Regions from separate parts of the Zea mays genome. Here all the other regions are linked to region 1. The links are chromatin contacts, called in public Hi-C maps. All regions are on one chromosome and are shown on one strand. The core of a region is the stretch at or near the end of the contact, and the rest is flanking DNA. Distances in the headings are between cores, read along the strand shown.

Evidence for each region. Hi-C and Micro-C count contacts between places; a contact is called where the count stands out from the background.
Region 2: a contact with region 1 is called in a Hi-C map of ear, with 1.6 times the contacts expected there. The contact joins the promoter of LOC100275516 here to the promoter of LOC100284452 in region 1. A contact is called at or near these places in 3 of 25 Hi-C or Micro-C datasets (ear and leaf).
Region 3: a contact with region 1 is called in a Hi-C map of endosperm, with 3 times the contacts expected there. The contact joins the enhancer-like site here to the promoter of LOC100284452 in region 1. A contact is called at or near these places in 11 of 25 Hi-C or Micro-C datasets (bundle sheath, ear, endosperm and 4 more).

The regions. Positions count from the first base shown.
Region 1 is chr5:117,188,203-117,191,054 of Zm-B73-REFERENCE-NAM-5.0, forward strand. LOC100284452 (DNA methyltransferase 1-associated protein 1) reads right to left here and starts at 1,275. Exons shown (of 18, transcript NM_001157347.2): 1 at 1,126-1,275; 2 at 877-1,016; 3 at 707-802. The coding sequence starts at 990.
Region 2 is chr5:117,605,966-117,608,665 of Zm-B73-REFERENCE-NAM-5.0, forward strand. LOC100275516 reads left to right here and starts at 1,263. Exons shown (of 2, transcript NM_001371601.1): 1 at 1,263-1,620; 2 at 1,743-2,323. The coding sequence starts at 1,416. The coding sequence ends at 2,017.
Region 3 is chr5:117,688,358-117,691,057 of Zm-B73-REFERENCE-NAM-5.0, forward strand. It overlaps the pseudogene LOC109939757. Among protein-coding and RNA genes, the nearest start is that of LOC103626816, 9.3 kb to the left of the region's middle. Within about 2 kb of position 1,329, at least 7 of the 20 cell types and tissues checked have an H3K27ac peak or open chromatin away from gene starts, as enhancers often do. A contact at or near this core is called in bundle sheath and endosperm, where this site is marked.

The DNA of each region.
Region 1 (2,852 bases), core at 25-2,524:
AACCCCAGTAAACCACTAAGTAGAATTGGCTTATAATTGAAAACAAACTGAACAGAATTATCACTCTAACTGCACTTATGCTGGTTACAAACTAGGATATTTATCTGTAGTCTAATACCCTGTTTGGATGTACATATTAGTGCACGGAATTGAGAATTGGAATCAGCTTTCCTAAATTCTATTGTTTGATTGCACATTGAATTGAGATTTGGAAATTAGAAAGTCAATTCCTGGAATTAGACTATAACTGAAAACTCCCTTTCCCAATACAGAGCGTCACCCCTCTGTATTGTGTGGAATTAGACCACACAATTCTAGACTCCAATATAGTGACATCCAAACAACAGAATTGGAATTACATCTCATTTCAATACCATGGCTGATTTGGTATTGAACCCAATTCAATTATATACCCTCCAATATCAACATCCAAACGGAGCATAAGGGGTTTTATATAATATATATACATAAAAAATGTTACAGGTCAACAAGTTCATGTGGGTCCAACCAATATAAGAAAACTTAATCTGGTAACGTGAAGCTATTTTAATTGGTCAGAGTTTTAGTTAATTTCCAGGTTCAAATTACATAAGCAATGTACTTCACCAAATTTTTCCAAATGCGTGGTTTATGAGTAGCTTAAAGCTCAGCGTAGCTCAGAAGCTATCCAATTCCAATAGGTGCGAGAAGAATTGTACTCCCTCACCTTCTCTTTCTCCGCAGCAGGCCGCCTCTTCAGGTGCGATGCCTCAATGGTCGGCATGAGCGGGGGCATTCCCACCCCTCCGGTGAGGGCATAGACCTACATCTCCAAGATTTTATCAGCATTGCGTTGCAGGCATGCAGCAGCGACTAGGAGCCAGGGCGAACAAATACCTCGCGCGAGACGCCATCAGGCTTGCGCTGCGGCTCCTTGGGCGGCCGCGATTTCTTCTCCTGGGAGGACGAGAAGGGGGTCTTCGGAAGCCCTAGTATGTCCTTCGCGTCCATGTATACGGCCTCACGAGGAAGGCGCACTGGAGGAAGCTAGGGTTAGGGTTTGGCTCTGCCCTACCGCGACATGGGAAGAGGCGCGCTAAGAGAAGAAAATGTAGGGGTACGAAGCAACCAACAAGAGGCACAGACACGGTGCGAGGAAGCTCACAGCAGGGACGCACGCCGCTGCCGCCACGACTGCGCGGAGATCCACGGAGGAGAGCTCCGCACGCCCGTGGCACGCCGCACCACGCTCCGATCTCCGCGCCTACGTTAAGTCGTTTTTTTAACCAGTACAATGCAATGCTCGACGGCACACGATTATATTTAGGCCGTGCATGGTTATTAAAACGTCGTTTAAACGACGCTTAAGCGCTAAAACGTGATTAGTAGCTAAAGCGTCAGCACGTTTTACAAAAGCGCTAAAACGTGATTAGTAGCTAAAGCGTCCGCACGTTTTACGAAAACCACGTAGAACGTCTGTTCTGGACGTTTAAACGTCGTTTACACGTCGGAACGCACGTTCTGGACGTTTTCTCAGTTGTATGGACGTTCTACGGGCATGTGAGTTAGTGGGCCATAATGGGCCTTTACCCAGCCGGCTCATCCATCGCGCCCAGGAGCCGCAGAAACGAAATCGCCCAGACGCCAGTTCCCAGCCGCCATCGCGCAAGAGCCGCTAGCCGCTAGAAACGAAATCGCGCCCAGACTCCATCGCGCCAGACGCCGTCGGACGCTCTCCAGGTACGCCGTCGGTCGGCCTCCCTCTTCCCTCTTCCCTCCACGTACAGGCGCGGCGCCAACCCGGCAGCGACATGGCGCCATTGCTCATTTGCTCCAAATCCCGGACTGGAGCACTGCAATGGCTCAGGTGAGGTGATGCCCTGCCGGAGCAGAGAGAGAGAGAGAGAGAGAGCTAGCTAGAGAGATGTGTAGTGTAGCTGTCTAGCTAGAGACATGGTGGCATAGCTGCCCTGCCGGAATGAAGGCAGTAAGGCACTGCTCGGCCAGGAAGCTGGAAGGAATAGGATGATGTTGGCAAAGGGCAATGTGTGTTGAGAAGGAGGAATAACAACCAGGCTTTAGCCGTTGCAGTGCTCCAGCCAGTGCGCAGTGAAGCAGCCACCAGCCAGTGCTCCAGCCAAGGTGTGTTGTAGGCTAAATGTACAATATATCAATACCATTCTACTGTGTGTTGCAGGCTAAAGTGTGCAGTGAATTTCAATTTCAATGGCAACAAATAGCGAGGCTAATGACTCCTATGACCCACTCAAAGATCAGTCACGAAGGCCAAAGTCAAATGATCCAAGATGGAAATATGCGTACTATGTTGAGGCGGGAAAGCGAGAGCTGATTCAATGTGCTTTGTGCCCCAAACAAATAAAAGGAGGTATCAAGAGGGTGAAACAACATCTAGCTGGTGGCTATGGAGACATTGTCAAGTGTCCTAACACTACTAGAGAGATTGCTAAATAGATGAATGAAGCTTTGAATAATGGGAAGCGGGCTAGGCCGTTGTACCTAGATGACGATGTAATGGAAGATGAAGCAGGACAAGAAGATGATGTCCAAGTTATGGGAAGCAGGTCAATGTCAGCATCATCCAAGGCTTCCTCGTGTACTGTGCCAAGTTCTGGAACAGCTGCCAAAAGAAACAAAGCAATTTTCCAATTGAAGCCCCACCCAATTGCAGCTCCAAAGAAGTCCATTGCATCTATGATTCGACGTACACCTCAAGAGGTTGTAGCAGAGAGACATGCAAAGGGACCTGCTCAAACTACCATAAGTGCTACCATGAAGCCTAAGGAAGAAAGAAATTTTGTTTGTTTGGAGATAGCCAAGTTTTTCTATGAGTGTGGTATACCATTCAATGCTGC
Region 2 (2,700 bases), core at 13-2,512, 420 kb after region 1:
AAACTAATACCTCGAGGGGCTACTGTTGGAGGTCTTATCCTGCCGAAGCGTCTCAAAACATTAATATATAGATTGTTTTCAAGTTTGTTTTAGGATCTTTGAAGCAGTGATGAAATCGACCTTCGTCCAAAAGCCTTCGATTAAACGGTGTACTCACGAAAGCAGAATCAGGAAGCTTCGGCTCTATGACCTGGACAGGCGACAATAAGTCAACGAAGACGAAGGAGAGAAATCCAAAGGCTTATTTAACATGTCTACAAATGGAAAGACGGTGATGCCCCTAGAGGATTATATATGCTCAATATATAGGACCAAATGACATATTTGTAATCTTATATAGAGTTGTACCGTGCTTCGTCACTATAAATAAAGGTACAATATCATATAGAGGGGCACCTTTTTAGGTAGGAGGAGTGAATCACTCTACCTCTAAAATTGTACCATCGTATCCTTACCTTAACCCTCGAAGGTACACCTCTAGTCGTTTGTAACTTAGAAGAAATAATAAAAGTATTATAATAGTAACGATCTCTTCCAAAAGTTCTTATTTATCCTATTCTATTATCCTAATATCTTTTATTATGTTAACCTTCTTCTTCCGGAATAGACTATGAGTACGAAGGTCTTTTCTCTAATTATGTTGCTCTATTTTGGTTCCTACAATCAGTGTCCAAAGTATTCGTCTTGTTAAAGCATCAACGGAAAATTCATAGACCGGCCTATACGGTTGGATCATTCCATTTTTTTTCATGCCTAGAAATACATATGGTCCATGTGAATATAACGACATATTTTCATTGACAAAACAGAAAAAGAAACAGGTGCATGTTGGCACATTTTTGTCGACAAATTAAAGCGGTCACGCCTCAAATCATGAGCGTGCAAAAGTCCTGAAACATGGGAAAAATAATTGAATTTACAGGCCAAGGGAACATTAATAAATAGGCAAAAAAGAGGTTGAAACAAACTATCACCACTATCTCGTGCCTAATTTTGAGAACAACCCGCGCAGCCGACCGGGCCTGTGAAAACCATCAAGGCAAGCGCGCCAGCCAGAGCCAGGCCAGCCCCAGACCCGAGAATGACGGGATGAACCGTCGGCGTCAGCTCGAAAAAGCAGGCTGGATTAGGCGTAATTACCTTGGAGTTTGGACCCCGAGCAGAGTCGGGACCGCAGGCAGGTGGCCCTCTGCCCCTCTCGCCCGCGGACGGCAGCGGCGCAGCGCGTGCCTTTATTTACCCCCCTCCGCGGGCGGCAGAGGCCCCCCCGCACTCGCATCCACCACAGTTCCGCACCGCGCCGTGCCGTCCCGAGAGAACAAGCGAGTCAGTCGTCAAAGAGAAGGAAAGCGGAAGGCGAGCCACCCGCCCCGCCCACCACCTACCGCGAAGGCTTGACCGTGGCAACATCATCCATGTCCTCGTCGTCGTCGTCGTCGTCGTCGTCGATGGGAGGCTCCCTCGCGCTCGCCGCGGCCACGGCCGTCGCGTTCTCCGGCTCTCTCGTCATCTTCTCGCTCTGCCGCGCGCACCTCTCCCATGTCCCCGAGCCGGAGCCGGAGCCGGAGCCGGAGGAGGGCGCGCCGGAGCACGCCCTGCGCCCCTGTCTCTTGTCGTCAGGTACGTATACGAGACCCGTCGCTCTTCTTCCTCTCTCTCCTGTTGCCGCGTTTGTTTCGCTTTCGGCTGACGGGATTCTCCGTTTCTAACGGGCTCTGGTCTTTTTGCTCGCTGCTGCGCAGAGAGGCGGCCGCGCGGGGCGAAGGCGAAGGCGAAGGCGAGGAGACGCAGGGGCGAGAAGCGCGTGCGGTTCGCGCCCGACGTCGTCGACAATGAGGGCGCCCCGCGCCCGACCAGGTCCTCCGCGCCCGCCACCGCCGCTGCGTCGTCGTCGTCGGCGGCCACCTGCAGGGACGCGGCGGGGTCGGAGGAGCGTATGATGCCTGCCAACCGTGAGGCGCTCTACCGCGGCATGCTCCGGGACCGCTCCGCGCACCGGGTCACCTGCTCCTACTGACGACCCTCACCGCCGCCCGGCCGCGGCCAGCCTCCGCGCGCCGTTTCGTCCGCGGCGGGAGAGCTCGATCGGTTGATTCTCTTTGTTTCGTTCGCCGTTAGGCGTTAGCGTTCGGTAGCCGGGCGGTTGACTTCGGGAGGTTCATCCTTTCGCAGACGGAGGATTTTGTTAATATTAGAATTTTAGTATTTTTTCTTTTTTTTGTATATTTGTGTTTGGCTGTAGATTAATTAATGTTTTTCGTTTGAGCGAGGGAGGAAGTTCTGCTCTGTAAATATGCCGCCATTTTATCCGAAGAGGAAAAGGTAAAAAAATCAAACTCGCTGCTTCAGCACGAGACTCTTGCACGAATACACTAAAACGCAACCCCATTCACACAAAATTCTACAAACCGGGCGGTAAATTCGTGCTATGAGAAGGAATAGGAGTGCCGTGTGAACGGGGTTATTGGCTTCGCGACCGCGTGATCGGAGCTCGTAATCTCGGTACGTACGGGAACGCGGCCGATTCATTTTTAGGATTGGGCTGGACCGCTGGAGACGACCAACGGAATAGCCTTCACATCGATCCCCGACGAGCTACTTGGTCGGCGGGCCCACCCACAACTGCCAGGAATATCGTATGGCATATACTCTCTTCATCCCAAGCCTAATAAAGTGAACTACACGTCCCATAATAATGAG
Region 3 (2,700 bases), core at 79-2,578, 500 kb after region 1:
TATTAGAATAATATACTTAAGGTTAAGGACACTCTTGTTGAAATATAATATAGGTAAATTGTCCACCCTCTTTCTATCGATTTATTTTTTTAGGTTAAACTGGTTGATGCATATAATTTAATATGATATCAGAGCCAAAGATCTCGGATTCGAATCTTATGGGTCTGAAACTCAAGAGAGAATAGTCAACTGGCTGGTGCATGCAACTTAATAACTCTAACCATTAGTTATGACGAGGATAGTTTTCATGTCATTTAATAAATATATGTTTATTATGGTGGTACATAGGATATTTTTGTTGACATGGCGGCAATATTAAAAGAAGAAATGAAAACTATAAGAAACAAGGTCCTGTTATGCGAAAAAGATAGATCTTACACAAAAACCAAAGTTCAAGAAACTACACGATCTAAATCCATTCGATAGGCATCACTGGTACCAGGACTGAATAAGAAAGTGGAGAGGAAGATTACTGGGAGAGAGAACAAAGATGACCAAGGAGTTTATTATGTAGCCACAATTAGGCCCACCGCAATGTGTTGCACAAGTGATGCTAAAAACAGAGAGAGAGAAGATTAGAGCCCCACTCTCCACGTTGCAGCTATCGATGCCAAAAGCCAGAACATGGGGAGCAGAAAGGATAGAGGAGAGAAACAGGGAAGAAAAGAGAAATAACAGGGTATGTGGGGACAGCAGTGATGCTCTTCCCGTTGAGGCATAGAACAGCTAGTGGCTCCTGTTTTTTACGTAGGGCCTATTTTTCTTTGTATGGCATCACCGCATTGTGGAAAGCCTTGGACATTGTGTTACTGTTAGGCTGTGAGCGTGTGTGTAAGTGTTTACTAGAAAAAGTGCTCGTGTGCTGCAACAGATCGTTGATGTCCTCACGTCCGATGCCCGCCATCCATTGGTGTGCTCAACTACTAGCCGAACTCAATACAGTAGACTGCAAAATTAGAAGGGGATCAACTAAATTTTTTGCGCGGCATTGCCGCACACACTATTTTATTAACCAAATTTTATGTACATCTACATTAAATTATTAAATTTATAATGTAATTCGGATATTTAGAATCCATCCATACAAGCGGCTATTAAAAGAAAAAAAAAGAACAATTGCGAAGGTTCCAAAACCATATAAATTTTTTGACGTAGTGTTCAGAATTCTTGAGCATTTTTTTTCTTGTTTTTGTTCCTTTGGTACCTTGTGGGGACTCAAATCCTTTTGTAGCAGTGTGGCTTTTTACTCTTCCGTATAGAAGAGGTCAGCTAGAAAACTTTGGAGCATTGTGGAACCCCGTTGGTAGAAACTTTTCCTCCTCTTTTGTCTCACTGACATTATGGGCCTACATGTCAGGACCTTCCTTCTTACTTTTTTTCATCTTTTGTCTCACTAATGTTATGGGGCCACACATATTCTTCAGTGATAGTCAGATAGAGCATGCACGCTCGGACGCTCCCAACAACTCTGCACACTCGCCTGCAGGCACATGCGAAGGTCAGCGAAGGAGCAGGCACATGACATGCGTGGTCAGAGGAGCAGCGTGGTGGCCGAGCCATGCGAGTGGCCCAGTGCTGAGCTCGACGCAGCCGATGCGAGGTCGACACAGTTATCTGCGAGCGTGGTCAGGTGCAGGGCGAGTCCATCGCGTCCGGCGCAGCTTTGTCAAAAGACGTGGAAGGACCGCAAAACAAAACGAAATTCACACAGGACCTAAATATAATATATCATATGTAAATCAGATACTTCATATTTCTTTATGGCTTGATCCAACAGTTGAGATCTTATTGGTGACGTGGCCTGTCTGTTTTGCAAGAAAACACACCGAATTTTTTTATTTTTTAATCGTTTTTTCAAAAAAAAAATAACATCTAGACCCCTGGATGACTTATTTCGACTTTTGGATCCGATGCTCGACGTCATTGGTTGTGGCACCGAGTTAAGACACCTCAGCACTATAGGTCTTGACGCCGAGGTAGGATGACACGACATCCGACGTGGCGCCTAGCTTGGTGCCATAGATCTTGGCGCCGAGCTAGGACTTAAGCGCCTGACCGTCTCCTTCCTCTCATTTCTCTCACTCCCGCGTCATTTCTTCGTCCCGCCGCCCACGCCCACCTCTAGCACGACCGCCTAGCGCCGCCAGCTCGGACGCCGACATCGAGCCCAATGCGGCCGCCGACGTCGAGCCCAACGCGGCCCCCGATGCCGAGTCAAGCGGCGCCCCCCGCGCCCCAACCACTTCACCGCCCGTCCGTCTTACACGCCGCCACTGCAAGGTAATGAGTTAGTATTTCTGTAGTAATTAGTTAGTGGTTAATCAGTGTTTATTATTTAGTTAGTATTTACTTTGTTAACTATTTAGTGTTTAGTATTTCAGTATTTAGTTAGCACATATTCGCTTTGGTTAATGCATACACTACAACCTTTTAGGCCTTCTGTGACATTATGATTATGTCTCTAACTAGTGTTTGTTTGTCACAGGTTATATTTTGGTGACGCCATTATGACGAAAAGGTCATTGTCACAAAAAGTGCGTGTTAAATGGACTACAATGACGATCATTAAAAAAATCATCAACTAAATACAGTACACTGCAAAATTAAAAGGGGATCAACTAAATTTTTTGCGCAGCATTGCCGCACACACTATTTTATTAACCAAATTTTATGTACATCTACATTAAATTATTAAATTTA